7 separate regions of the Mus musculus genome follow, and regions 1, 2, 3, 4, 5 and 7 are each linked to region 6. Evidence: chromatin contacts called from public ChIA-PET, HiChIP or PLAC-seq and promoter capture Hi-C data. All regions are on one chromosome and are shown on one strand. The core of a region is the stretch at or near the end of the contact, and the rest is flanking DNA. Distances in the headings are between cores, read along the strand shown. Region 1 overlaps Sidt1 (SID1 transmembrane family, member 1). Region 2 overlaps Usf3 (upstream transcription factor family member 3). Region 3 holds the start of Plcxd2 (phosphatidylinositol-specific phospholipase C, X domain containing 2). Region 4 holds the start of Usf3 (upstream transcription factor family member 3). Region 5 holds the start of Spice1 (spindle and centriole associated protein 1). Region 6 holds the start of Slc35a5 (solute carrier family 35, member A5). Region 7 overlaps Sidt1 (SID1 transmembrane family, member 1).

Region 1 (3,773 bases), core at 59-2,558, 920 kb before region 6:
TAAAGGCGTGCGCCACCACTGCGCCCGGCCCATATATGGTTCTTGTAGGGCCACTAACAAGGGTTTGGGTGTCTCTGACTCTTTTGTGTGCTTGGGACGCCTTTCCTCCTACTGTGTCACATAGTTCAGCCTTGATATGAAGGTTTGTGCCTATTTTTATGTAACTTATTATTCCTTGTCCAGGTAACATCCCTGGGAAGCATGCTCTTTTTTGGGGGGTGGGGGTGGGGATAGAGGAGGAGTGGATCTAGGGGAGGAGGAGGGAGGAAGGATGGACTGGGAGGAGTGGGGGAAGGGGAAACTGCAGTTGGGATGTAATTTATGTAAAGAAAAAATTAAAATAAAAAGGAAGTAAGGGAGAAGGGGAAGTAGGAGGTAGGGAGGGAAGGGGAAGGGAGGAAGAGGGAGAGGGAGAGGGAGAGGGAGAGGGAGAGGGAGAGGGAGAGGGAGAGGGAGAGGGAGAGGGAGAGGGAGAGGGAGAGGGAGAGGGAGAGGGAGAGGGAGAGGGAGAGAGCACTTCAATTCCCACCCTACACAGAACCACTAGCTCCATTTTGTTATCTTTTGTCCCCCTATGGGAAAAGTCCAAGGGTCAGAGAGATTGGCTGAACTTTCCACACTGGCCACTAGAGGGAAGCCATGCTCTGCTTTTGTGTGATTGCATGGTTGGCCTCAGAGGGCTTGAAGCCATCTTGCAGTGACAACCCAGTTATCACCCCAGCCTGTGTTCAGGCACCACAGACATTTAATTAGGGGGAGGGGGAGGACTAAATGCTGACGGTGGTCATCTTCTAGAAGCATGTCTACTCATGGATACTGGGAAGGGGCACAGCAAACTACAGGGACCCTAGATTTGGAACATGCTCATTAGGTGGCTTCTCTGGGAACTTAATCTTCACAAAATCCATAGTGAGACGACTGGAGGAAGGGAAGGAAGAGAGTCTATTATGAAAAGGAGGAAGTCCACGGATGAATTAGTGAGTGCCCTAAGTGGTTCCTGGGGGAATTCTGAGCATTTAAATCCAATAACCAACTCCATCCAAGGGCACTGTGCAACTTAAGGAAAAGAGTTTGGTCACTCTGTGTGTCCAAACATTGAAAAGTAGAGGAAAATGAAAGTTATGATATCACACAAGGTTACAGTAAAACAAAACAAAACAAAACAAAAAACCAAAACCACGAGATGGTGAGTGCATTGACTTGCAATGAAGAACTGCAGGAAATAACCAGAAGGAATAAAGGTTCGAGGAGCAGAAGGGAACTGTGAGACTTAAGACAGGGGGAGACCCAGCTGACTCACCAGGAATGAGAAAAACAGGGCAGTCGCAGAGAGGAAGTGCCAGATGTCATGGTCATCAAAGAAATCCAGCAGGACACACTCACGGTTCTTCTCCCGGGATTCTGCAGGGGTCCCCTGTGGGGAAAGTGCGACAGATATAGGCAAGAATCCCATGGTTTGAGTATTTCAGGGTTTGGTTTTGAGGAAGCTACAAAAATCCTACTAAGCGCCCAGAAAGTCAGCTTTCAAGGATTGTGCATACAGTAGCTCAAAGCAACGTTTATTATAACAATGTGTATAATAGTTCCAGAATGGAGATAACTCAAATGTCCATCAAGAGATGAACGGACTGGTTACACGTACTGTACTGTGTCCCGCAGGGCAAGACTTTTCAGTAATTAGAGGACATGTTGATGCAGGGCCACTCCATGGAGGACCTAGACACTGTTACACTGTACTCTGCATGGATAAAACCAGGCTCAGGGGCACATGGTATGTGGGTCTACCTCTGGGAGAGTGGTCCTCAACTTGTTAGTCAGGACTCCTTTGGGGCTGGGGGTGGGGTCATACATCAGATCTTTCATATCAGCTATGGATATCATAATTCATAACTAGCAAAATTACAGTTATGAAGAAGCAACAAGATAATTTTATGGTCAGGGCTCACCACATCATGAGGAACTGTGTTAAAAGGTCGCAGCATTAGGAAGCTTGGGGACCACTGCTTTAGGAAATGCCCAGACTGACCACTCTATAGCCATAGAAGGCGGGGTAATGGCTGGCAAGTGCTACTACTTCAAGAAGAAACAAAATGGCTGCTCACTAGTTTTCTTTCTGGGGTCATACAACTGTTCTAAAATCAGATGTGCTGATGCTGTGGTAGAGTTGAGACTTCACGCATGTGCTTCAGACACAGCACTGGTTTTATGAGACATCAGCTTTCCTGCCTACAAGACAGACATAGAACCCTGCCCTGCTCTGCCCTGCTCCACCCCTGCATTTGATGGATGACGACTATGATGAGAGAGACCGTGACAATATGGTAATCAAGTGTTAAATATCTTCTGCAAACAGACTGTAGGAGACAGTGAAGAAGATGTTTGTGGCATCTACAGGGCTTTCAAGTTGATGTAGCATGACCTCAGTAAGGTCACTTGCTGACTAAGTGTGCTCATTAAACCTTCTCTCTTCTGAAGAAGCTGTGAATTTAGATAATGGGGAAACATAAGAAGCAAAAGAGCAAGAGAGGGAGGAAGGTACAAAAGGCATGATGAAGCAAGAACTGCCGAGAGAGAGAGAGCGAGAGAGAGAGAGAGAGAGAGAGAGAGAGAGAGAGAGAGAGGAAGAAGAAGAAGAAGAAGAAGAAGAAGAAGAAGAAGAAGAAGAAGAAGAAGAAGAGAAGGAGGAGGAGGAGGAGAAAGAGGAAGAAGAAGAGGAGGAGAAAGAGGAAGAGGAGAAAGAGGAGAAAGAGGAGAAAGAGGAGAAAGGAAGAAGAGGAGGAAGAGGAAGTGGAGGAGAAGGAGGAGGAGGAAGAGGAAGTGGAGGGGAAGGAGGAGAAGAAGAGAGAGAGAAAGAAGGAGAAGGAGGAGGAGAAGGATAAGAAGACGAGAGGGAGACGGAGAGGGAGAAGAAGAGGGAGAGGAAGGGAGGAAGGGAGGAAGGGAGGAAGGAAGGAGCAGGGCTCTTACCTCCCAGCTGCTGAGGTTCTGGAAGAAGAAGTACAGTGCCGCAGCCCACACCACGGCAGTGGCCGCGATGCAGAAGACTGGTAGCGGGAGGACTTTCTCAGAGCTTCGAAGCTGTGGAGAGATGGAAACCACTGAAGCTGGAGCCTCAGCTGCCGGCAGGCCCCTGGTGCGGCCAGCTCCTCGCGCACGAGTGCTCACCTTCATGATGATGTAGAAAGCCAAGTACAGCAGCAGGTTGCAGATGAAGATGCCCAGCATGTAGGAGGCAAAGTCCCTGGGCCGGTAGATCAATCCAAAGAAGGCACTGTGGATGCGGATAGAGTGTTAGCAGAAGGTAAAAGGGGGTACCACGAGTGGATCCTTAACCACTGCTGGGGCGTTCACTGATAACACACTTTTAAATATAGGCCTGCATTGTTTCATGGCAGGGCTACATTCTGAGAAATGCACAGCAGGTGGGTGTGGTATTGTGTGAACATCTAGAATGCATTTACACAAGTCAAGATGGCCACCATGTTGTTTGGCCACATCATCTTTTAGGACCACCGTGTACACGTGGTCCTCTGGTAATTGAAATGTCTTTAGATGCTGAGTGACAATTATACAACTTAATGAATGATAAAACTTTTAATTTATTATATTCACTTCTAGTGGGTTCACAAAGTTCTTATAAGATGTGAAGAGCCATCTTTCCTTTCTGAGTAAAATTGTTTTCCCAGAATCCTTTAGTTTTTTTCATGAGTATAAACAGCACTGTTGGGGATAAGTGAACACTTGGGATAGACCACATTTGCTTACATTTAAGA
Region 2 (4,023 bases), core at 542-3,041, 960 kb before region 6:
TATAGCCTTAGCTAGAGTGAGATGGCAAGATAGAAAGCTTTGAAAGCGGGCAATAGAATGGAAAGCAATAGAGAAAGCTCTGTGGCCTCCACAGTGGCTGCACTACACACTCACATGTATACACCACACATACACATAAACTGCACACATAGGAGTGCATGCATGTGCACACACAGAAACACACAAGAAAAAAATCTAACTATATATATAGTTCTTGAGAATATACACAAAGGATGATATCCGCTGTTTTAGAGACACTTGCCCATCCGTGTTTGTTGTTGCTCTCTTCAAAATAGCACAGATATAAAACCAGCCTGGAAGTCCATCAACAGATGAACAAATGTACACACTCACACAACATAGAATTTTATTCAGTTGTAAAGAAAAATTAAGTTAGGAAATGTGCAGGAAATGAATGGAACTAAAAAACATTTTAAGTAAGGTAACCTAGAATCAGAAACATAAATCCCACATGTTCTCTCTCACCTGTGGACTCATAGACATGAAATCCACAGACAGAAAGCACAATGAGGTAATTCTTATTATCTATGCTTGGGAAACATTATCCTAAAATAGAACTAAGGTTCTCAGACTTTCTGAGCAGAAAGAAAGAGAAGAAAGGAGAAAGGGGCATCTCCTAGGAAGACTTAGAATTCTAGACCCCCTGCTCTTCCTCACTTGTAGGTCTGGCACAGAGCTGTGAAGTGTGTCTTATGTCCCCTCCTCTGTTCACAGGTCTTTAGCCTACCTTCCTAAGGGAGCAAGAGGACCAGAGTTAGAATCCCCAAAACCCACACATACCAGGTGGGCATGGTGGCTCGGACTGTGGAGACAGGGTGCCTATGGAGACTGGCCATATTGACAGGAAACTCTGAGTCCCATTGAGAGTCATTGCCACTAAAAGGATAAAGCAGAGGGCATCACCCTTGGAGCTCCTCGTGTGTGCGCATTCTCACATATACTCACATGTGCCCACACACTTGTAACCATGCACCACACAATGTATATACACATGTGAAGAAGAAATAAAATTTAAGTAAGGGAAATGGGAAATGGAAGGAAAGATAATTTTCGAATTGACGGTGGGTCTTAATATTAGACATAACATGGAGGTCTTTAGAAATCCATGGGTAGTGAGGGCCCAAGGGACCATGAGCGTACAGAATTAAAAGAACCTGTATACATGCTGTCCCTTGCCTGTAAGACCGCCCCCCCCTTATGGTTTACCCACTGGAGAAGGGTGTTTTGAGAGTAACTGCATTCACTTGCTCTCCAGTGGTGGGGAATGACCAGGGATATTCTTCTTGCCACTAAAACTTGCCTGCATGCTATCAGTTGCCAGCTTCATCTCATGGATACTTGGTGGCTATAAACACTCATTGGTTTTTCTTTTTTGTAGTAAGAAGAAAACATAACCTATAGAGACCATCTTCTGGCAGAAGATGATAGATTTGAATCAGAAAGAGGAGGTGTTGGAAGCCAGGAATCTAAAGTGAAGAAACTCTGCAAGCCCCTGGGTGAGAAGGGAGATGGGTCATTTGTGTGCTTGCTTGCTGGCTTGTCCCCACATTACAGTTCCGTGCTCATCCACTGCAGGGCTTCTCTCGGCCTTAGGCAGCTTCACCAGCTAGAAGGAAAGGTGGAACAGGAACAGGCTGCAGAAGTGAGTTGTTTTTGAAAAACATTGTAAGACTTTTTTTTTTTTTTTAATTGTGGTGTGCACACCCCATGCATGACGTGTGTGGCATTTAGAAACAACTCGGCAGGAGTCGGTTCCTCTTTCTGTGTGAGTCTCGGCATGGAACTCGGATTGTCAGGCTTGGTAGCAGACACTTTCACCTGCTAAGCCATCTTGCTAGGCCTGGAAATGAGTTGTGACTCCATGTTCTCCAAGGCCGTATCAGTCAGTGTTTCCTGTCAGCTTCTTGTCTGCCTTCCCTCCTTCTGCCCTCCTCCTTTCTAGGGCTGGGGCTTATTGTGAAATAGAGCATTTCCTAGGCCCTTGTTGCTTCCAGGCACCGCGTGCATGCATGCGTGCGTGCATGTGTGCGTTGTGCCTTCCTGACATTCTTTCGCTCCCTTCTCAAAGCAGCCCAGTTATGTAGAACTAAAGTTCCAAGAGTCTGCCCACAAGTGAACAGCTAGGAAGGGGTACAGCCAGGTTTTAAACCCATGGTTTCTGAGTTTACTTCTATACTTACTACCTCCCTTCCTCCCCCTTCCCAGAAGAGGGGTCATGGGGAGTGTTGCATTTCTATCTTTCCCTTGTAGCCCAACAGGTACGCTACCTTGGTGGCCTCTTTTGGAAGGTTCAGTGTGTCTCGGGAACATTTTCCCTTTCAAACTATGGAAAGTCAGCGAGGAGAAGGGAATCCCCAGTAGGACTGCTGACCTTGTACAACTGTGCGCGTGTGTTAACTCTCCTGTCTCCAGGCTTTTCCCATTTACCTGTAGATTGCCCTATAGGACATCAGTTTCTAACCAGGTAGTGGTGTATGCCATAATCCCAACATTCAGGAAGCTGAGGCAGGGGGATTACAAGTTTGAGGCCATCCTGGACTACATAATGAGACTGTCTGAAAAGAGAGAGGGCCAAGAGGAAAAAGAAGGAAGGAAGAAAGAGGAAAATTCATGGTCTTCATATATTTTTCACACTCACACTTTAGGGAGTCTCCATGGATAACTGAGACTTGTGACACTTGGAAATTGAAGGAAGCCTAACTGTGCTTTGCATCTGCTACTTAGACTAGTGTTTGGCCTTTGCCGTTTCTGGAGAGGATCGGGCAGTGTGTTCTCTTCCTTCATGCTGGCCAAGTGCTTTACCAGCGGCAGCTTACTCTGAAGCTCATGCTAGTCTGGCACCTGCCAGGCCTCCCAGGCTGGCCCCAACTCATGATCCTCCTGGCTCTGCCCTCCTAGTGTTGGGATCTCCAACTTGCGTTCTATTTCCTTAGATCTCCTTTCATCTACAACATCCAGTAAAGTATGTTTCTGTGGGTTTTTTGTTTGTTTTGTTTTTTGGTATTGAAATAGAATTGCCATTTGATTTCTCTGAACTTTAGAAGAGCTAAACATCTTGGAGTATATCTGTCTTTTTATCCCTTTGTAGAGTCCTATCACTCTCACCATGCCAGAAATGACAGAGCATGAGACGCCTACGAAAAAGCAGCACAGGTGTGTATCCACAGCCCCAAATAATATCACGTAGGCAGGTAAGAAGCAGAATTAGTTCCAATGTGTGTGGCTTGTACAAATAGCTTTACTGAAAGATTCACATAGCAAGAATTTACCTGGCTTTATTCTCTCTGAAGCCTGAGAAGTAAGAGTGATCAACAGTAGTTAAAACATTATATCAAATCTATGTCACATGTTTGCTTTCTAAGGACATTTTCCCTGGCATCCTGTATTCCTTTTGTAGCTCTTGAAACATTTAGATTGTATTTAATTTGTAACATTATAATCCATTAGTGAAAATATAAATAGCATTACTTTCATTTTCTTATAGGCCCTCTTCTGAGTTTCCAGCATTTAAGCAATATCTGCCTAGAATTGTGTGGCCACTGCTTTTTTTTTTTTTCCTTTTTTTAAGATTTGTCTATTTCATGTATGTGAGTACACTGTCACTGTCCTCAGACACACCAGAAGAGGGCATCAGGTCCCTATTACAGAAGGTTGTGAGCCAGCCACCATGTGGTCCACTCAGGACCTCTGGAAGAAAAGGCAGTGCCTCCAACCACTGAATGGTCTCTCCAGCCCAAGCCACTGCCTTTAGTAAGGTTAAAAGTACTATATTCTCTTCTCTTACCAAATAGCTATTAGTGAAAGCTAATGCGTTGGGTAATTATGCAAAAAGGGAAAGTCAATGTCCTTAGTAGAAATGTTAAGTAAATGTAAGCGTTGGATAACCTGAGTCCACAGGTGGGAAGATGGCTCGGATGCAGTCTGCACCCTGCATGCTCTTCCCACCGCATCTGCCTTGACAGAATCAGGAATCGCAGAGCTACACCGCACAGCTGCTCCCCT
Region 3 (3,835 bases), core at 1,126-3,625, 850 kb after region 6:
GCTCATACTGAGTTTCAGGTATGGCAATGGGTCTCAAGAATTTTGTTTCATCTAGAAATCCTAGTGCCTGAAATATACTATAGATCAAAAACAAACACCCAGATCCTTTGTAGAGTCCAGCCAGAACTCACAGCCCAGTGGAGCTGCAGTTTGAACTGTCCAAAGTACCAGGAAGGAGGGAGCACAGCCTACCCGGACATGCCGTGGATGACAGGGTCATTTAGGGCCTGCCTTAGATGCCATTCTGTTTGCAAACATGAACTACCTGCCATATCACTCAGCAAAATAATTCCATCGGAGAGCCCGAAGGCAAATGACTCATGTTAGAAGTGTCCCATGCATCGTTTGGCAGTGACTCCATAGGCATCAATTAAACATGGAGGAGACATGTTCTGAAGCATGGCCATCTGGCATTTCCCCAGGAACTGTAGTTAAGGGCCAGTAAGACAGAAGGGACTTGTAGCTGTAACAAAATCTTTCAATCTTTCTCTTGTTTAACAGCAGTTAGGGCCCATGAGGACAGTGAACCTGGAAGAGCTCCAAGAGAGGTGAGCAAGGCAAACAAAAACAAACCAAAACAAAAACCTCCCAAAACCCAAAACAACAACAACAACAAAAAACCCCAAACCTCTCTGTCCCATGCATAGAAAGCAGATGGAGGTGTCTTGAGGTCATCTTTTAAGGCAGAAGAGAAAAGCAAGTAGGTCCAGGGAATGCATGTGGGCTTGTCTGAGAGTCTAAACTTTAATTGCTATGTCCCCAAGCAAGAGAAAGAACTGGTCCACCGCTTGCTCCCTGAGTGCTTCTTAAGTACCAGCATTGTAGGATTTCACCCACCTCACCAACCTGAGCTCAGTGTGGTCTAAACATCCTGCCCAAGATAACTATGTTTTAGCAAGCCTTTCAGTGGAAAGATCAACCAATTGCCCGAGAGCACTGTCAAGCTTTGAAGCCTCTGGCAGAGGAATGCAGCAAGAACAGAGGTGCTTCTCAAGGCTCCAGTTCTACATCAGCTAGGCAGACACCTGTGTATATATAGACAAAGCTTCAAACACCGTCACTTCATCACACCTAATGACTGCCTGTGAGGACAGACTGCATCCTCTATTTCTGGCATTTCCAACAACAAAACTATGTGCCTTGATGCCCAGCCTAGAATCTGAACCTATTTTCTAACACTTATCTGATTTTTGTTTTCAAGAAAGGTCAGATAAATGAGAAAAATATTCTTTTCAGCTTCAATGTTGACCCAGAGCTAAGATTGTTAAGGACTTTCTACCCATTATTCTTGATCTCTCCCCCTTTCCCTTAAATGATTCAAGTCAGCGAGCCTTTCACATACCCAGGCCTCTGCATCAAGATGGTTAACATTCTTAGACTGAGGCCGTATGGTGTAAACAAAATAAAAACAACAAAACAACAGCGCAGTGATTCCATTCTCTCAACTGTCCCTTTTGCCAGTGATGCAGTCGGCTTGACTGACTCTCTTTACAGCAGCTACCTTCCTGTTAAGTTTTTTTTTTTTTTTTTTAATTTGGAAATAAAAAGAGATCACTGACAATTGTTTTTCAACACAACAGAAAACAACCAACCCACTAGCAAACACTAAAATGGCAGCATTAAACACAGTGCGAACAAGTAGTTATAGACGAATACCTGGGATTGCCAGATTGGAAAGGGGGACGTTGTGGAGGTGAGCGGGGAGCGAGGCCATCCAGTCGGCATTGCAGACCTCCGAGGCTGTCTTTGTCCCGCTGGGATTGGGAGAGCAGATGGTACCCATCCTGAGTTTCCTTCTGGCCTTTCTAAATGCAAGCATCCCTGTCGTCCACGATTTAGACAGGCTCAGTCTAGTGCCACTCACTCTGTGGTCATCACCGCTCGGGGCTCTCTAAACATTTCAGAGCACATGGGTCACGCCAGTCTTTTCAAGATCCTTTTCTAGCTGGGAGATGGGTCAAATAGGTGCTCCCCTGCCTGCTGCTCCCGCAGTCCCCACCCTCTTCGCCTTGCCACTGAGATCCACTCCTTTAATCTCCTCAGTCCCTGGTCAGTTAAACTTCTTAGTTCCCCTCTGGAGACGGGGGAGGCAGGCCCGAAGATACAAACCTTCCTGAAACCCACAACATCCAGGAACAGCCACACCCGGAGCTACTCACACGACAGGTGCCCACAGGGCATAGAGACGTGCCAGCGGGCTGCACACACGTGCGCACCCGGGTTGCACCATCTCTTGTTCATGGGTGCTTCCGTGGGTTTCCCCGGGCTGGTACACAGGCTGGGCCTGCCTGCACCCCCGCCCCCTGGCTTCTCTGCCCACTGCCCTGTGCTTTTCTGAAGGGCTCTCAGAAGAGTAACCGGCAGCCCCGGGACTCTGGCGGCCCCGCCCCGCACTGCCGGGCAGATTTGCCAGACTAGGCGAGCTGTGATTGGTCGTTGGCGGGATTCTCTCTGATTGGACAACGCTCTGAGGGCCCGCCCCTACATCGCGCTCCCACGCCTCCCCTGCTTCTTAGCTCCTCCCCTCTCCACTCCAGCGGGGTAGCGAGTGGACAGGTCGGGCTGCGGCCTGCTGCTCCGGAAGGGGAGATGTGCACCGTGGCCGGCTGTCCTCAGATTGATCTTTTTCTTGTAGATCTCTGACGCGACCTCAAAGGTTTCTCCTCTCTCCCTCGGCCTTACTCTCACTGCGGTGAAAATTACCCAGAAACGCGCTACTTTTTTTTTTTTTTTTTTTCAAACCACCGTAGCAGCAGAAACAGGAGAGCTAGAGAGGCCAGAGAAAGGTGCTGCTGCGGCTCCTATTTAGATGGCAGCATCAAAGCAGGTTTGTGTTTGAAACAATGCAAACTGACAGTTCTCCTGCACAGTCCGCTGAAACTGGCCAGTGCCATTATTTCCGTTTCACAGAGGAGGAGATAATGGTGCTTTGGGTTCCTGTTGCTGTTGTTTGAAACCTTTTGAATTATTTGTCTCACCTGCTCCTCACAGCATTACCACAAGACTCAGAGTTGCTGATACACTTCCTCGAATGGATGAAACAGCCTGAGGCAGGTCACGTGGTGGCAGTCTGTGCAAAGTTCATTTTGAAATGAGGTTCCCTAACTCGGTCTGTAGAACACAGACCCACTTCTCTGCTTCCTGAACTGTTCCCACTTCAAATAGTATTCAAATGTAGTACAGAGTTTTATAATCCGATATTGTTAGTTAAAATTTGTAGTTAGATTTATATATTTCTTGTATGCGTTTTTCTGTGAGAACATGCATGTGTGCAGTTCAGAGGACAGATTACTCCAGTTCTCTCCTTCCTTGAGACCGTCCCCGGGGCTCAGATCGTCAAGTTTGGCAGTAAGCACCTTTACTCACTGAGCCACCTCCAAGATCTGACCTGCATACTTTGCAAAAAATAAAAATAAAATAAAATAAATAATAAAAAAATACTATTTTGGCAAACAGATAATTTTATTTAAAAAATTTTAAATTAAGGTAGCCTTTTATAGCAAGAAGGACCCTAGAGACTCAGGAGGGCCTTAGGGGAAAAGAGAACAGTGGCCAGAACTCTTAAAACTCCTGGAGTTTATGTATAAAACCCTAGGGCAGCTGTCGTTTAATCACCAGATGACCTCCATTTTACCCCTGTATCCCAGGCTACCTGTCTTAGTTAGGGTTTCCGTTGCTGTAAAAAGACACCAAGTCCAAGGCAACTCTCATAAAAGACATTTAACTGGGGTTGGATTACTGGTTCTGAGGTTCAGTCCATTATCCTCATAGCAGGAAGCATGGCAGGCCCTGGAAGAGCTGAGGGTTCTACATGTTGTTCCAAAGGCAAAACACA
Region 4 (4,133 bases), core at 1,325-3,824, 990 kb before region 6:
ACCATGCTGTCTCACTAGCTTGAGATCTGGACTTCAATCAGGAAATGAGGATTAAAACTAAAATTTAGCTGGGCAGTGGTGACGCATGCCTTTAATCCCAGCACTTGGGAGGCAGAGGCAGGCGAATTTCTGAGTTTGAGGCCAGCCTGGTCTACAGAGTGAGTTCCAGGACAGCCAGGGCTACACAGAGAAACTCTATCTCAGAAAAAAAAGAAAAGAGTAAAAGTTAATATTCTGAGCTTTCTCAAGAAATACTTGAGTTTTTGTTTTGTTTGTTTGATTGTTTGAATAATTATTTGTTTTCAAGACACGGTTCCTTTGTGTACCCCTAGCTGTCCTGGAACTCATGTAGTAGACCAGGCTAGAGTGGAACTCACAGAGATCTGCTTGCCTTTGTCTCCTGAGTGCTGGGATTAAAGGCCTACCACCTGGCTTTTTTTCTATTTTGAAATCATGTCAAAAATATTAATAATGATTCAAAACCCTTTAAATTCTGTTTTCTAAATTGTCAAAACTTTGTTTTGCATCTGGATTTGGTGTGCACACTATGAATTCCATCACTCATACTCAGGATGCAGAGGCAGCTGGATCTCTATGAGTTCAAAGCCAGCCTAGTCTACACACTGAGATTCTGTCTCAAACAACAAAATTCCAATATATATATATATAGGGGTTTTTTTTGTTTTGTTTTTTTGTTTTTTGTTTTTTTTGAGACAGGGTTTCTCTGTGCGGTCCTGGCTGTCCTGGAACTCACTCTGTAGACCAGGCTGGCCTAGAACTCAGAAATCTGCCTGCCTCTGCCTCCAAGTGCTGGGATTACAGGCATGTGCCACCACTGCCTGGCCAAATTTTTTTTTTATTTTAAATTAGAATTAATTTATTATAGTTCAGGAAGTTACGTGTAGCCCGGATTTGATATGTGTTACCCATAAAACCTTATATTTATACTGACATCGAAATGATTTCGTGTAGCTGGACATATATTAACATTATAGATTCATGGATGTATTATTAGTATTACTATTACAGATCTGATCCTAAGGTCTCTGCTGCTAGGGACTAGGGAATGACAAACGTATTCAAAAGTTAATTAAAACTCACTAGCAAGCTGGGCGGTGGGTGGTGGTGCAAGCCTTTAATCCCAGCACTTGGGAAGCAGAGGCAGGCGGATTTCTGAGTTCAAGGCCAGCCTGGTCTACAAAGTGAGTTCCAGGACAGCCAGGGCTACACAGAGAACCCTGTCTCGAAAAACAGCAACAACAACAAAAAAACTCACTGGCCTGGCCCAGATGGGACAAGGAAGTGAAAAAGAAATCAAACTGCCTATTAGCACCAAATTTGAAGTAACAGTAAGGGCCTATTTTATCACAGATTTTCAAAGTGCGGAGGAAACATAAAACGGGGTTACTGTTAACCTTTTTCTCAATGCAAGGTCTGTTTCTACTGTACATAGGTTCAAGTAGTATTTCTATTATGCCCTGCGTTCCAGTCCAATTGGCTATATCTGGTTGTGAAAAGCTCATAAATCTTTCACCACCACTAGGTGGAGAATCAGACACCTGTCTCGGGGAGGCGGGCTTGTGAAATGAAACAAAACTAGAAAAAGATAGCTGGATAGTTCAAGAGCTCCAAAGGCACTTTAGAGGACGCTGAGGTCTCCGGTCCTAAATAAGGGTGTCTAGTAGCCTAAATTTAAGGTTCCAATCCCATCCCCCAAAGCCACGCACTCACTTCCTTAGCAGGGGACTGCAGAACCTTTCTGAAAACGGGCTTCGTGCAAATAAAGGACGTCAAGAGTCCACCGTATACGAATTCCTGCAGTCTCCAATATCCAAAGATAGTGCACTGAGGGAAGTCACATAGGACTGGATTTTCCACCTTCATTTACCACCTTCTAACCCTCCAGGCTAAAGGTACTTGTCTATCTTTTGCCACTCTCCTCCTCTTCAGTTTTTTTCATTTCTACGCTTGCATTGAAAGCTGCCATAAGCATAATACAGAACAGGGTGCGAGGAAGTTTCTTAAAAACCTCTTTTTTTTTTTTTTTTTCCTAGCTTCTCAAAGCGTCCCCTTTAAGGAACCAGGCCCACCTCTTTCTCATCCACCTACTGGCTTTCCTTTCTGCCTGTCACTCTACCTTTAAGAATATTTCCTGTTCTTTCAACCCAACTTGCACACCTCCGCCCCCCGGCCTTGGTCATTGGGCCGCCCGAGGCCTGTTCCCTCCTAGCTTTTCCCTCCTTCTCCTCCCGCCCTCCAGCCTAGCGCAGCGGAATCCCGGCTTCTGACTGGCCACGGTGGCAGCCTCCCCAGCACCGGATTGGCCGGCCGGTTGGTCGGGGCGGGAGCGAGGCGCATCCAGGCTAGGCTGTGCGCGTGCCGAGCGGCGGCCGCGGGAGGGGCGGGAGGGGCGGGGGGAGGGGGGCTGGGAAAGTTGAGGCCGTGCTGCCGCCGGGTCTCCGGCCTCGAGGGCTCGGGCTCGCTGCGGCGGCGGTGGCCGCGAGGAGAGGCGGCGGGGGCGGGGGGAGAGGAGGGCCCGGGCCCGCGCTCCCCCAGCCCCGCAGAAGCAGGGGGCGGCCGCGGACCCAGAGGCTCGCCTAGACGGCCAGACACCGCTGCCTTCCGCTCCTGGGACCATGACCCAGGCGGGGGTCGCCGCCGCCGTGGCCCGGAGCGCGTCACCGGCGGGTGAGTGGCCGCGGGAGGGGGCGCTGACAGCCGGGACCGCGGCTGCGGGGGCGGCTCCGGGGGGCGGCCCCGGGCTCAGCTCCACCCACCCCCTCCTAGCCGCGGGAGGTGAGGGCTAGGCTGAGTGCCCCTCGTTCCTGGGGTCCCCAGAACTCCCCACCTATCCCGGGGCGATCGCTCTCTTCACTCCGGCATGCTCGCACCCTGGGTGCCAGGCCTGAGGGAGCTCGCCCTGCTCCCGGTGCGCGCCGGCGGACAGAGGCCCCATGCTGTCCTGGGTGCATAAAGAGCTGGGCAGCCAGGTCCCCACCGGGTGGCCTTTGCTAGCCTCCTTCACCTTTTGCCATCCCTTCCATCTCTTTACTTGTCTTCTGACTTTCCTTCTGATCCACTCGTCAAACTCGCTGCTTGCTTTTGTAACTTTCACCTCTGTGTCGGAGAGTTAGGCTGACGTTTTCTTTTTAGAAGCCCATCTTTTTGCTTCTGAATAGCACTGGTCCATGCGAATGGCATTCTTGTCCGATTTCAAATTTCCTGAACAAGCATGAGGTTTCTGGACGCTTGGCTGAGGTTGGGCATTTTGGGGATAGAGTTCTCTTCTCTCTGTGGGGTCTTTTTTGCTTTTATTGACCTCATCTGTAGATAAGAGACCACAAAAAACTAACTGCCAAAACCAACTAATGTTCAGATAACATTTTACCACTAAGTTGAGTGAATTAACAAACATGATAGGTCTGGCCGACTTTATGGGTAACAGTGGCAGAGTCTTAAAGGAAACTTTGATGAGTAAGTGGACCCTGCAGTAGCTTTTCCCCATGGCCAGTCAGATCTGCTCTTTGCAGGGCCGACAGTTTCCTCGGTGACCTTTTCCTTTCCCTCAGAACACTTGACTTGCTGTATGGATACTATGTTTCCATTTGCTTGGGAAATACACAACGTATTTGTTGCAAACTGAGGAAGATTCATTGAGAAGCCAAGAGTTGTGAATGAAAGCTGTATCAAGAAGCATGCCAAAGGCCAACAGCCACTTGTGACCCAGAATGAACATAAAAGTGGTCCAACCCAAAATTGAAAACATATCCAATCCCTTGAGGGTTTCTTTTTTTCCTTTCTTAATTTCATTGTATGGTTCCAGAGAGTGAACCTTGTAAAGACAAGTTTGTGTCACAATGTCAAAAGGTTGGGCAGTAGTCTAAACATTATGACTTTTGTATAGATTAGCTTTAGTAGTTTGGTGATTGTAGTAGTCTGTGCATTGATGAAATGTAGAACTCTTTTGATACAAAAGCATTTCCATTCAGTGTGGTAAGGGCCACCTAGAATAGTTATTTTCTACCCTAGTCGTCTATAGAACATCACAGAAGTTTTTTTAAAAAAGATTTTACAGTGAGCTAGTTTTGTATGAAACACACACATGTGCGCGCGCACACACACTTGCACATGCA
Region 5 (4,262 bases), core at 1,370-3,869, 810 kb before region 6:
AAAAAAAAAAAAAAAAATACAGGGATGAACTGCCACCCAGAGTGGGCTGGGCTCTTCTACTTCAATCAAAAATCAAGGTAATTCCCCACAGACTGTCAAGAGGCTAATCTGATATAGGTGATTTCTAAACTGAGGCTCTCTTCTCAGGTTGGCATTTAAAATTAACCACCACAGATTACAAATGTACACCACCATGCCTGGCCTGGGGATGGAACCCGGGTTTTCCATTTTAGGCAGGAGGTACTTTTCAAGCTGAGCTATATCCCCAGTCCTGTATTCCTTTTTTGATTAATTTATTGAATGTGATCAGTATACTGTTTAGATCCATTATTTTGCATATGGAAATATAACTATTCCAGCAAGATTCTTTTTTTTTTTTTTTTTTTTTTTTTTTTTGGTTTTTCGAGACAGGGTTTCTCTGTATAGCCCTGGCTGTCCTGGAACTCACTTTGTAGACTAGGCCGGCCTCGAACTCAGAAATCTGCCTGCCTCTGCCTCCCGAGTGCTGGGATTAAAGGCGTGTGCCACCACGCCCAGCTAAGATTCATTTTTTAAAGCTACCATTTCTCCACTAAACTACCTTTATGAAACATTAGTTTTCTACACTTGTATGAGTTTACTTTGAGTTTTGCTTTACTTCATTGATATATTTGAATGACTGTTTTCTTAGTCAGGGTTTGTATTCCTGCATCATGGCCAAGAAGCAAGTTGGGGAGGAAAGGGTTTATTAAGCTCACACTTCCACATTGCTGTTCATCATCAAAGGAAGTTAGGACTGGATCAGGAAGCAGGAGCTGATGCAGAGGCCATGGAGAGATGCTACTGGCTTGCCTCCCCTGGCTAGCTCACCTTGCTTTCTTATAGAACCCAAGACTACCAGCCCAGGGATGGCACCACCCACAACGGGCCCTCCCACCCTTGATCACTAACTGAGAAAATGCCTTACAGCTGGATCTCATGGAGACATTTCCTCAAAGGAGGCTCCTTTCTCTGTGATAACTCCAGCTTGAGTCAAGTTGACACACAAACCCAGACAGTATAACTGTCGATCCATATCATGACATTATGATTGCTATAATCTTCATAATAAGTTTTAAAATCAGTCATGTTTAGAAATCAAATTTTGTTCTTTTGATTTTGGCTATTGTAGGTCTTTCACAAGAATTTCAGAATCAGTTTGCTAATTATTTTTCTAAAGAAAATGCATTTTAATAGGTATGAAATACATAAAATAAACAAGATATATATATATATATATATATATATATATATATATATATATATGGAAAAGAATAAAACAAGGAAGCAAGTGGAACAACATATATTATTGTCCTACTGTCTAGTTTGTTTCTAAAGAGAAATTGTTATATACCCTTTTTATGTTCTTGTGCACATATGTTTTTAGATTTTTTTTCTTTATCACTAGTTTTGATTGATTTGATTATTATGTACTTTGTAGTTTTCTTGTGTGTGTGCATGCGCACACATGTTTCATTGGGTTTTGGAAGTTGAAGGAAAAGATGAACTCTGTGGGTAAATATGTTGATAGAAGGCAGAAACAGTGATGGAAGCGGATTTAAGTTTTCTGAAATTAATTCAGTGTTAAAAACGAAATGAGAAGCAAGTCCATAGACTGGCATGAGGTTAGAGGAGATAAATAAGAAAGTATACTACTGTTATCTAGGGGAGTGAGAGAATTAACGGAGCAGAGACCTAACAGGATGCTCCATCAACTTTAGGTAGGGGCTTACCTAAAGTTGGGGGGCATGAGTCAGCATGGACAAGCACTTAGGAGAGCCAGTGCTGGTTACTTGGCAAGTGACTACAGCAAGTTGGAGAGGAAGGGGTGATGACGATTACATAGACAACACGTCCACATTGGATCAGAGTGGAAAGTCTCAGAAGGCAGTTCATTGCACCTGGATGACACTGAATATACACCTGTTGATCCGTGTGTAGCTTTCCCCTTAACAATTGAAGGTCAGGGGTTTCCAAGGAACTTATCAAGGGTAAGACATTCATTGTAAAGTCCTTAACATGATTTATGAAGTTATGCACATCCTGCCTCCACCCAAGCACAATCACCAAGTTTTCTCAACTTCTATTCCTCCATTGCAGTTTGACGTACATCCTTGCACAGGCAATTCCCTCTGTAGAAATGCTCTTTCTTTTTAAATAATCTACTCCTCCTTTCATTTCAGCTTTCCTGCGATATTGAAATATTCCCATAAGGTCACTATCTAGTTTGTACAGTTCCTTCTTAGCATGTATACAGTTTTCACCTTATACATTTCGGTCGTCAATAGCTTGCTGCTATGGGGTTGTAAACTTGCTGAGAGCAGGGTCAGTTTTAGTTCCCGGTGAACCTAGCGCGTTTGGCTCCACTGGGAGGTAGCAAGACATATTTCTAAGCAAACGATCAAAAGTTAAGGCAAGGAAGTGCGGTATGTGGAGGTTGGTGTGCAAGTTTCTTTTGGAGACTTCTAGAGGCTTATGACAGGCGCGCCATTTGGCCCTTTGGGTGAGAACTGCAGAGCCCCACGCCAGTACCGCCTCTGGGTCGCCTCGGAGGAGCTCGCCGGATGTACGCAAAGGCGTGGGGGCGGAGCTCTGGTAACCCAGGCAACGGCCCGGAAGCCACTTTCCGCGTTCCCCCGTGGCGGGCTCTGTGGTTCTGGAGGCTGAACTTTTAGTCGGGGCGGAGGCACAGTCGGCCAGCGGCAAGGCAGGTTGGGGTGAAGCGGGGGCATAGGGCGAGGAGAAGCGGCCGGCGTCTCCGCCTGGGTCTCGGCGCCCGGGTGGGCGTGCGCACCCCAGGGCCGGCCGCTCGCCTCGCAGAGCCTGAGAGTGCGGTTCCGGGGAGCGCCTGGATCCCCCGCGGGACAGCGGGCCCCGCGCACGCGCGCCGCGTTCCCGCACCCTGCTGGCGGGAGAAATCCCGAGGCCGGCGGGTGATGCAGTTGTTTACTGTCCCGCTAGGGAGTGGCAGAGTATCGGGTGTTGGGACAGGGCGCGTCCTTTAAGTTGAGCGTTTAGGTGAGGGTTTCTAAGGAAGGGGCCGTTTGAAAGTTTGGGACAGGCTTGAGCTTGGGAGTCAAAAATAGGAAATTGTTCCAGACAGTGCATGGCACTGCTTGTGAAGGTCACAGCTGGGTCTCAGTATGGGTGGGAGGGAAAACTGGGGCCGCACGAAGAGCAGCTCTTGAAGTTGGATTTTTCTCTACAGTGGGCTCCATTAAAATCTTACGAGGGAGTAAAACGTTGAGATCCCTGTATCCCTGTATCCGGGTAAGATTGATGGCAGGGACAGTGTTCTGGTTGTCCCCCAGTTTGTTTTCATACTAGTTAAGGTAAATCTGGTAGAATTCCACCATCCCTCCTTAAGAGCAGGCAAGGGCTTCCAGTGGTCTTTTGTATAGCCCTCAAATTGCAGGGGCCCTCAGTTAGCTTTTAGACTGTTATTGTTCAGACTGAAACAAATTCTGTAAATGTTCCACACACACACACACACACACACACACACACACACACACACACCCACTTGCAGAGAACATTTTCTTTCTGATTTTCTCCCCCCATCCCCCTTTCTTTTTTTGTTTTTTTCAAGACAGGGTTTCCCTGTGTAGCCCTGGCTGTCCTGGAGTTCACTCTGTCGACCAGGTTGTCCTCGAACTCAGAAATCTGCTTGCCCCAGCCTCCCAAGTGCTGAGATTTAAGGCTTGGGCCACCACTGCCCAGCATTCTGATTTTCTTTTATTTACTCTTTATTTTCAGCCCGACTTTGTGGAGGGAATTAAGGAGAGGAGGCAGCTTTTCTTCATGTGTATTGAAGATTAGGAACTTCCTTGACACAAAGAATTAACTTTCAGGCTTGCCTTTTGTAAGAAGTTGTTTAGTTATGATCTTTTGAGAAACGTACCTCTGAGAGGGCACAGGCTACTTCTCTGTTTTGTTTTATTTGGTGCCTAGCAAGCACGTTGAAAGTTACTTGATAACGTGGAGTGGATGGATGAATGGGAAGAAAACCTTACAGGAAAATTAATAACAGGCTGTTCAGAATTGTTCCTAGTAGAAATGGAAAAGAACGGACAGATGGGCGGGATATTTCAAGGAAGGATTTATAGATTGTGTTACATAGCAGACAAAGAGACAGTTAGGAACCAGAGGCGATGCTTACGCTTAAGCCAGAGCAACAAGAAGGATGGCAATTCTCTAAGTTTAGTAACTGAGTCAAACAGTTAGGTATCTAGATCTAGAGGATT
Region 6 (3,777 bases), core at 1,149-3,648:
AGAGTACATAGGAAGCAGGGCCCACCATCCTCTCCCAGAGAGTACTTTTTCAGACTGTCTCTGCAGCTTGGACATAGTCTTTTTTATTCCATTTCTTTTAATAGACTTCTATAACATATTTACATGTTTATCTCTTCTAATAAACCAAGCTCTTAAGGATATCGTCTGTATGCACTATGAACTCTATGACTGTGACTAGGCCTCTGGTCTAGTGAGGAATTATCTCAATTAGATTAGCCTCTGAGCATGCCTGTAAGGGACTATGTAAATTAGCTTGAGGTAGGAAGAACCACCTTACCTTTGGGGAACAGCATTTCCTGGGCTAATATCTTAGACTAAATAAGAAAGTGAAAATGAGCTGGGTGTGACTTTTTAAAAAAAATTGAAAATATTTTTCCTGTAATATGTCAATGGATGGTAGAATTCTAGTTAGGTGGCAGAAGACTACAGTGGATGAAGTGTATTTAGCAGATCTGGGGAGTACATTTCAACTTTCTGGGATTATAGCTATCGTCAGTTTTGAGTTGCCATGTGGATGCTGGGAACTGAACCTACAGACTCGAGAAAACCAGCCAGTGTTCTTTGCTTCTGGGGTATCTCTTCTGCCCCAAGCATACTCTCTCTTCTTGCTTGATGCCTGTGGGTGCCATGTGAATAACTGCTACGAGAGCTTCCGCTACCATGACCTCTTTGCTTGGTGAACCCTACGCTCAGATAGTGAGCACAAAGAAACCCTTTCCTTAACCTGCTTTGGGCAAGTATTTTGTCAGAGCAATGAGGAAAGAAACTAATATGCTATTAAAACAGAGCCTAGGGCATGATATTAACTGAAGTCGAGACTTACATTCACAAGTAGGAGCCCAACTAGATAACTAAACAAATATATTGTATTTCCAAATAAGCTATAGTTGTATGTTTTACTAGAAATCCAGAAACACTTGTTGGGCATCTGGGTATAATCAGATGTTAGATACACTGTGCTTTACCTTGCACTTAAATGATCCAAATTTCATCCAGGGTTAAAAAAATGTTGCCAAGGAACACACAAGGTTAAAGTTTAAATTTTCAATACACTTTATCATGGACACAAAGCATAGTACTTTAAAAGGCATCACGTATAATTTATTCATAAGAACACCAGGCAAATGATTAAAAGCACCCCATACACATTTCCATTTTAACTCACCTTCATTGGCAGAGTATTTTACCAGTAAGATTCGACTTGAACTTAGAGTAATGAATATAATGCCTAGCAGGAATGTGTACAGCGTTGGTGGGCCTAACCCAGGGCGCCTGGAGCATTTTCTTTCCATTCCACGGGTTTTTAATTGCCTTAAGAAGATCACTTTCATGAGCAGCCCCGTCGGCAGACCTAAGGATTAAACACAATGCAAAGACTGAAGACTGTGAAGAATAGAAAAGGAAACCTGTAGAAGTCTGGCCACAACTACAGCAGACGGAAGACAGCCGAGGACAACAGAGAGGACTTAAAGGAAACAAACCATACTGCCAACATCTGATAGGAGAGGCAAGTCTCAAGACAGAGAGGGGATGGCCAGATTGGAAATAAGTTAGGAAATGTGTAACTGACAGTTTGGGACTGCAGAAAAGCAGTTTATTCGTATTAACTTTGGTCCACAAGGAATGAATTTTGGAATGGCCTTTCCTTTCAGAGCAGAAAAAGAGCTCACTGGGAACGATTCTTTTACAGAAGCGACCTCAGTGCAAATAGTTGAATCACAGCTAATGACTCTTAAGTGAACCAGGATGGGACCAGAAGGCTCATCTTGGGTCAGTGAGCCTAACTGGTCGGTCTTTCACGACAGATGGTCACGAAACTCCAGGCAGGGTAAATACTTGCCCAACGCGCACAGGTAGGATGGGAACATAGAGCCGTCAAGGGCCGCAGACACAGGCCCAAATCAGAGAGCAGGTGGGCACAAGCCAATGGACAGAAGGCCAATGGGTCAGCACTCCTCCCACCTCCACCAGGTTTCCCTCACTGTCAGGGAAACCCTCCCACACATGCGCAATAGGAATCGCGGGCGGCTCCCAAGCCCCTTAACACGCTCGAGCCACAACACTCAGCCCGCGAGGGCGCGGTTACCTCAGTCGCTCAGGGAAGGTTCTAGTGCAAGAACGGACATCATAGAGCCGACATAGTGACTGCCTAAGTTCGTAGTAGCAGCAGTAGGTTTTGAAGGCCCATTGGTGGGGAAACTATGAGCCGGGAGCAAAGGCGACAAAAAACAAAAAACAAAAACAAAAACAAACAAAAAACAATAAAAATCAACCCTTCTCACGCTGCCTTCCAGGGCTGGAATACAAAGCTAAGAGCCGCCCGCTAGGGAAGAGCAGCCTGAGCGGCCATTGCGCAGGCGCGCTCATTCCAGCGCTTCCGGGGGGCGGGCCGGAGGGAGCAGAGGCCGGCCGGTCCCGCCCCCGCGGGCCTCCTTTTGTCACGTGTCCTGGGAGAGTCGAGTCACGTGAGGCCTTAGGTGGCGGCGGGGCTGTTGGGAGAGTGTGAGAAGAGGAAGGGGAAGCCGGAAGGGGTGTTCAGTGGAGCTCCGGGGAAGAGAGACAGCTTGGAGAAGGCCGGGGGCTGCGCGCGCACCCGCCTCTCGCTCAGCCGGCTTGGGCCCTCTGCGGTGGCGGCCAGGTGACAGCTGGGCCGGGCCTCCGCGTGTCGCCGCCCCTCCCCCCCGGCCGGGCCGGTGCCGCTGCGAGGTTCGATGCCAGTCGGGCACGTCCGGGGCAGTTTTTGACTCCCCTGTGGCCCGGATTGCGACAGTCCCTCCGTGCCCTATCGCTGCTCCAGCCCCAGGATGCAGAATGTGATCAACACGGTGAAGGGAAAGGCTCTGGAAGTGGCCGAGTACCTGACCCCGGTCCTCAAGGTAAGCGGGGAGGGTCTGGCTTGCTCTGCCCTGGTTGCCCAAGTCCCGGTCCCCAGCGTGGACGGGGTGTAGAAGGTGGAGGGGCGAGTCGCGCGGCCGGGTGCTGCCTCTTGCCTTGGGCTCCTGGGCCAGTCCCAAGGCTTGCTGGCTTCCCCGCTTCCACTAGAGTGAAACTGGGTGCCTGCTGTCTCCACTGATCAGTGCCGCCTTGGAGTGCACGGCTAGGTGGTGCGGAGCAGAGGTACGAACGTTCTGACATCCATAGTCTTTTAAATAGGTAGACTGGGTTAACCTTTGAAAAGATGACAGCTTGGTGGCTAAACAGCATGCCACGTTTCCTTCCAAGTTTCATAGGAAGTTTTGCTTTTCGGGTGATCTAATTCCCAACTTGCTTAGGTTTCAGAGGAACATAGTAAACTGTGACATGTTAGTAACTCTGAGCCGAACTAGAGCGAAACTTGACGTTTCTCAAGCCTTTAAGGTAGCCGTAAGTGATTATTAATCTTGGACTTGAGTGATCCTACAGCAACAGTTCAGCACAGCCGATTGTATATTGTATAGATTGGAAACACTATTGACATTTTTAGGTGAAAGTTGTGATAGGTTAGCTGTTAGCACAGATTGGATTACTTGCTTTCAAAAGTAAAATTTCAGGGCTTCATTCAGAGCTTTCTTACACCTTCTAGGCTACATACGGTAACTTGATTTTGCTTTGTAAAAAGCAAGCAGTAAAAGAGAAACAGATAATTTTGCGTAGTTTTTGTTCTGTACTTAGCTTTCAGTTAGAATTTTACCAATCTTAGTGCAGGGGTGAAATCTGCTGATGGGCAGAGTAGGCTGTTCGATCTTTCCTTGGCAAGGGGGGAATGCTTTCCAATAA
Region 7 (4,172 bases), core at 455-2,954, 880 kb before region 6:
GTGCGCCACCACGCCCGGCTGAGATTTTACCTTCATTATTTCTACAGAGTGAAACAAGTCAAATTCTTCAAATGTAATGCTTGCATACACATTTACTTAATGTGCTGCTGGGGGTCATACACGCTAGGCAAGTGCTCTGTCCCTGAGCTATCTCAGCCACTGTTTACTTTCTGTTCTGAGGCAGGCCCTAAGTTGCCCAGGCTGGACTTGAATCACTCTGTAGCCCAGGCTGACCTTGAACTAGAGATTGTCTTCCTTCTCACCCAGCATAGCTAGGATTTCAGACTCTTTCATCGACTGTGTGTCTTCTAATTCCAAAAGGCCTAAAAACTGTCTTTTATGACATACTGGTTTTCTTTTAATGCAAGATCCACTGTCTTCATTTGCACACTTAACATCTCCTGTAACTGAATCCTTTTGTCCCCTTTATGGCAAATTTCGTGTCTGATGCTTCCCCATAGTTAGTTTCGAAATACACATTTGTGGGAGCTATAGGGAGTGAGGCTGGACCTCCCTCGGGGTGCTGTCATGTCTGGAGGCACACTCTGCTCACCTTCCCCCAGTGGTATTTATTCTCATCAACGGATCAGTGTGTTTTGTTTCTCCGCTGCATATTTATTATTTTTCTCTCTTGACTTAGTAATTTATGAAGCTACACTGTCAGGCCACACAACCACTGTACCCTGTTCCTTGTCAGAATCCCCCTCCTCAACTTAGCAGTCATGGGTGATTATTTTTCTTTGCATTAAATTTAGGGTCTGGCCCATGCTAGAAAACTGGTCTATCACTGAGATTTAGCCACAGACTTCTTTTCCCTTCTTGGAGATGGGGTTTCTCTGTGTAGCCCGGGCTGTCCTGGAACTTGCTCTGTCAACCAGGCTGGCCTCGGACTCACAGAGATCGGTCTGCTTCTGCCTCCCAAGTGCTGGGATTAAAGGCATGTGCAACCACTGCCTGGAGACTTCTTTTGAAATCTGGAGGCAGGGCTGCCCAGGCTAAGACTCACTCTGTAGCACAGGTAGGCCTTGAACTTTCAATCCCTTTGATCAGCCTCTGAAGTAGCTGTGAGTACAGACCTTGCTCTACTGACCATTCTTAACCTGAGCCAATGTTAGCTGTGATGTTTGCAAATGATTTTTCAATCCCGGCACTTCCTCTGTGTTTATCAGTGAGCTTTTGGCCCGCTATGGGGGAGATATACTCATTTGAATGTCCATGTTGCTGGCAACATCTTACTGATGGGGAGCTGTTGTTCTAAATTTGTTGGGTTCACTGGATATATATTTGTGGTTATTTAGATCTTTCCTCTGAGATTTTTATGTCTTCATATATTTCCATTTTTCCAAATGGCCTACAATGCATATTTCCCAATTAGTTTGTTGCTTCAATCCACCCAGGCTTGGAAAGTGGTGGATCCGGTTCTTATTTATTTTTTTAGTTGTGCTGAAGCTCAGACCCAAGACTTACACTCACTAGGGAAGCACTTCCCACGGAGTCATATCCCCAGGCCTTGGCCTTCTGGGACAAGCTTTCCATTCTGTAGCTCAGGCTGGCCCTGAACTCTCTATGTAATTAGTTCCTGTAGACTCTAAATTTGCTAATCTCCCCCCTCCCCCATCCTGAGTGCTGGGATTACAGGCACACCCCAGGTGGGGAGCAGGTTGGAGGCAACTTTTATAAGAGTGCGGAAAAAGAGTTGTTTCCTGGACTGAGAGATGGGCCTTTGTTATGCCAAGGAAGCAGCCAAGAGTGCTGCTCAGAGTTGGTGTGTGGCTTACAGTCTCAGAGCTCTCTGTTGTCTTTGTACACTTTGTCTCCTGTTTAAGATGAGAGGGGGAAACTCTATTTGTTTACTGTAAGCCTCCCGTCAGCCTTTTGTAGTTGTTTCTCAGAAAGCATAACAAAACCAGAATTCTCAAAGCTCAGCCCCGCAGAGAGAAGCAGAGAGTGTTATAAAATGTTATTTATTTACTTATGTTTAAAACCGTGTGTGTGTGGGGGGGGGGTAGCCTCCCTTTTCCCTGAAGGAATATTTTATTGGGAGATTGGTGCACCTGGTAATATGTATCAAAGCACATCGCTCCAGCTACGGACTATACCTCAAGATTTATTTTAAGCATTCGATTAACTTTTCGACAGAATGCTTCAGTTTGTTTTCAGACTCCGTGCTGGAAAGAGCTGGCGGTTCCCTTCAGTCTGTGGGATCTACAGAGAGGATTCTCAGGTACAAACTCAGACAAGTCACCTCACTGTTGTGTTTTCACAGTGAAAACTCTACCAGCATGCTATGTGGGACATTGACTTCAGATCTGCAAGTGAGCCAAACGTTCTTTCACTCCACATAAGAAAAACCTGCAGTCCAAGTACAGAAGAAAAAGCAGTTTGCCCAAGACCACACTTAGTGGGCCAGTCAGTGTGCTCCAAAGCCCATGCTCTGAACACCACACAGAGAGGCAAAGGGGAGGAAGAACCTGTGCACCTACCTCACATGATGGACAAGCACAACGAGCAGGCATCCCAAGTAGAAGGACAAGAAAACGAATATGCTGAAAAGACTAGATTTCACATATACAGATTCTGAGGAGAGAGAAACAGCTTTGGTCAGCTTGTCCTTGGAAATAGGAGGACTGTGTTGGGGACAGCACCGCTTATAAGATCGATCAGCTTCCATCACATCCATTCTTAAATCCCAATAATATGTCACTGGAGCTGAGCACTGTGGGAGGCCACTGGGATGCTACCCACAAGTAGCTTTGTAGTGACGACCTGAAAAGATCACTATCTACAACTCTAGAGTTGAGTCCCCTCCCTCCTCTCCTTGCCTCTATCTCTCTTTTCCATTATTTCTCTTTCCCCCACTTCTTCTTTCTCTTCCCCTTTCCTTCTCTCTAGTTCTCCTTCCTTATTCCCTCCACCCCCATCTTTCTGGGCTGTTGGGCCTCATACAAGTTAGGCAAGCACTCCACCACCAACAGGCACGCTAGCTTGTTTCTCTTCAAGAAGATCTGATCCTATCTGTACATTAAATACACTTGAGTATTTTTATGATGGCTCCCCTTGAGAGGGAGACATTAGCATTTAATGACACGATAGAGCTCCCCACACAGGACTCTCTCCACCACACTCCAAAGCCAAAACCAACCTTTGATGGATGGGACAATGGTCACTTTCAGGTTCTTTGATCGTTGTAGATTCCAGGTCTGGTTTTCATTTTCTGGTTAAAAAACAAAAACCAAAGCAAAAACAAAAACAAAAAAACAAAAACCAACAACAACAACAACAAAAAACCCAAAACAATAACACAAACAAACAAGACACAGAACACAATGGATCAGATACTAGACTCTCACCCTCCATTCTGAACAGTTGTATTATACAATGTCTTCTACAGAGTCCGCTCTGACTGATGTAGAAGAACTGGAGGAAGAGCCAACATCTAACGTGTCAGCTGTCCCTGTGGTGAAGGCTCTCAGACTGGCCTTTGCTTGGGTGCACTTCGGCAGTACCAAGTGACATAAATGCAATGGAACAGCCTTCCTTCTCCACTGGGAAAGACTTGACCTTTCTCCTGATGTCCACAGCCATCTCAAGAGAAATGTGCCCACACCAGACAGCTACATCCTCCTTCGCTTGCATTTTTTCCTAGTCAGCAAAAATGTTTTTTCTTTACATAGTCATCAAAGGCCCTGGAGTTTATTCAGGAACATTAGACGATGCTGGTAAGCCTATAGAGCTACATAATTAAGAGATTAAAGTGTACACAAGTACAAATGTCACCTGACACCAAGGGAGCCATAATACACTCAACAGAAAACACCCTCTGTGTAGGTGACATATGGCCCATTAGCAGGGGGCCTGTGTTCTCAATTAACAGTTTACTCTTTGGGCAATGTAATTATTTGCATTTGCATCAGAGCTTATATAACCCCTTGTTATTGGGATATGTCATCATGATTGGCTTTCTTATAGTCTTGTGAGGTACAATTTTGACAACTGGGATAAAACTAGATTTTCCTTGTACATCCCTATGGAAGGGCTGACTGCTGATGCATATAAGTGACTCCTTAGGAAATGGACTTTAAAAATGTTTTTATTTCATTTATTCTCTCTCTCTTTCTGAGTGTGTGCATGTGTGTGTGTGTGTGTTTATGGAGGACAGCTTACTACAGTTG

The links. Promoter capture Hi-C pulls out the DNA fragments that hold promoters and counts their contacts. ChIA-PET counts read pairs in DNA pulled down with a chosen protein or histone mark. HiChIP or PLAC-seq counts read pairs in DNA pulled down with a chosen protein or histone mark. Capture Hi-C pulls out chosen DNA fragments and counts their contacts.
Region 1: a contact with region 6 is called in a promoter capture Hi-C map of pre-B cells, with 4 times the contacts expected there. The contact joins the enhancer-like site here to the promoter of Slc35a5 in region 6. A contact is called at or near these places in 3 of 39 promoter capture datasets (cranial neural crest, pre-B cells and second pharyngeal arch cranial neural crest), 2 of 115 datasets of contacts at active chromatin or transcription factors (bone marrow-derived macrophages and large pre-B cells) and 1 of 9 other capture datasets (adipose tissue).
Region 2: a contact with region 6 is called in a promoter capture Hi-C map of hematopoietic stem and progenitor cells, with 4 times the contacts expected there. The contact joins the enhancer-like site here to the promoter of Slc35a5 in region 6. A contact is called at or near these places in 3 of 39 promoter capture datasets (hematopoietic stem and progenitor cells, liver and pre-B cells), 2 of 115 datasets of contacts at active chromatin or transcription factors (bone marrow-derived macrophages and embryonic midbrain) and 1 of 9 other capture datasets (liver).
Region 3: a contact with region 6 is called in an RNA polymerase II ChIA-PET map of memory CD8 T cells, with 14 read pairs. The contact joins the promoter of Plcxd2 here to the promoter of Slc35a5 in region 6. A contact is called at or near these places in 2 of 39 promoter capture datasets (hippocampal neurons and pre-B cells), 3 of 484 Hi-C or Micro-C datasets (B cells, embryonic stem cells and muscle stem cells), 1 of 115 datasets of contacts at active chromatin or transcription factors (memory CD8 T cells) and 2 of 9 other capture datasets (adipose tissue and liver).
Region 4: a contact with region 6 is called in a promoter capture Hi-C map of liver, with 8 times the contacts expected there. The contact joins the promoter of Usf3 here to the promoter of Slc35a5 in region 6. A contact is called at or near these places in 14 of 39 promoter capture datasets (the 3T3-L1 cell line, 3T3-L1-derived adipocytes, the C10 cell line and 9 more), 3 of 484 Hi-C or Micro-C datasets (B cells, the C10 cell line and double positive thymocytes), 6 of 115 datasets of contacts at active chromatin or transcription factors (astrocytes, bone marrow-derived macrophages, extraembryonic endoderm stem cells and 3 more) and 2 of 9 other capture datasets (adipose tissue and liver).
Region 5: a promoter capture Hi-C map of adipose tissue shows a contact between it and region 6, with 2.3 times the contacts expected there. The contact joins the promoter of Spice1 here to the promoter of Slc35a5 in region 6. A contact is called at or near these places in 6 of 39 promoter capture datasets (the 3T3-L1 cell line, the C10 cell line, erythroid cells and 3 more), 5 of 484 Hi-C or Micro-C datasets (CD4 T cells, embryonic stem cells, erythroblasts and 2 more), 2 of 115 datasets of contacts at active chromatin or transcription factors (bone marrow-derived macrophages and microglia) and 2 of 9 other capture datasets (adipose tissue and liver).
Region 7: an H3K27ac HiChIP or PLAC-seq map of differentiating embryonic stem cells shows a contact between it and region 6, with 5 times the contacts expected there. The contact joins the enhancer-like site here to the promoter of Slc35a5 in region 6. A contact is called at or near these places in 1 of 39 promoter capture datasets (pre-B cells) and 2 of 115 datasets of contacts at active chromatin or transcription factors (differentiating embryonic stem cells and embryonic forebrain).

The regions. Positions count from the first base shown.
Region 1 is chr16:44,242,168-44,245,940 of GRCm38.p6, forward strand. It overlaps Sidt1 (SID1 transmembrane family, member 1), which reads right to left. Exons shown (of 25, transcript NM_198034.3): 22 at 3,166-3,271; 23 at 2,968-3,078; 24 at 1,301-1,414. Among named protein-coding and RNA genes, the nearest start is that of Usf3, 71 kb to the left of the region's middle. Within about 2 kb of position 1,309, at least 19 of the 459 cell types and tissues checked have an H3K27ac peak or open chromatin away from gene starts, as enhancers often do. A contact at or near this core is called in adipose tissue, bone marrow-derived macrophages and pre-B cells, where this site is marked.
Region 2 is chr16:44,197,505-44,201,527 of GRCm38.p6, forward strand. Usf3 (upstream transcription factor family member 3) reads left to right here. Exons shown (of 8, transcript NM_001029889.2): 2 at 1,400-1,517; 3 at 1,615-1,663; 4 at 3,110-3,174. The coding sequence starts at 3,128. Among named protein-coding and RNA genes, the nearest start is that of Usf3, 26 kb to the left of the region's middle. Within about 2 kb of position 1,792, at least 65 of the 459 cell types and tissues checked have an H3K27ac peak or open chromatin away from gene starts, as enhancers often do. A contact at or near this core is called in bone marrow-derived macrophages and hematopoietic stem and progenitor cells, where this site is marked.
Region 3 is chr16:46,008,038-46,011,872 of GRCm38.p6, forward strand. Plcxd2 (phosphatidylinositol-specific phospholipase C, X domain containing 2) reads right to left here and starts at 2,376. Exons shown (of 4, transcript NM_001134480.1): 1 at 1,657-2,376. The coding sequence starts at 1,819.
Region 4 is chr16:44,170,823-44,174,955 of GRCm38.p6, forward strand. Usf3 (upstream transcription factor family member 3) reads left to right here and starts at 2,575. Exons shown (of 8, transcript NM_001029889.2): 1 at 2,575-2,688.
Region 5 is chr16:44,344,782-44,349,043 of GRCm38.p6, forward strand. It overlaps Spice1 (spindle and centriole associated protein 1), which reads left to right and starts at 2,620. Exons shown (of 18, transcript NM_144550.4): 1 at 2,620-2,725.
Region 6 is chr16:45,156,275-45,160,051 of GRCm38.p6, forward strand. Slc35a5 (solute carrier family 35, member A5) reads right to left here and starts at 2,399. Exons shown (of 7, transcript NM_028756.4): 1 at 2,108-2,399; 2 at 1,187-1,372. The coding sequence starts at 1,352. It overlaps Atg3 (autophagy related 3), which reads left to right and starts at 2,555. Exons shown (of 12, transcript NM_026402.3): 1 at 2,555-2,897. The coding sequence starts at 2,826.
Region 7 is chr16:44,279,312-44,283,483 of GRCm38.p6, forward strand. Sidt1 (SID1 transmembrane family, member 1) reads right to left here. Exons shown (of 25, transcript NM_198034.3): 8 at 3,143-3,214; 9 at 2,484-2,577. Among named protein-coding and RNA genes, the nearest start is that of Sidt1, 51 kb to the right of the region's middle. Within about 2 kb of position 1,705, at least 10 of the 459 cell types and tissues checked have an H3K27ac peak or open chromatin away from gene starts, as enhancers often do. A contact at or near this core is called in differentiating embryonic stem cells, where this site is marked.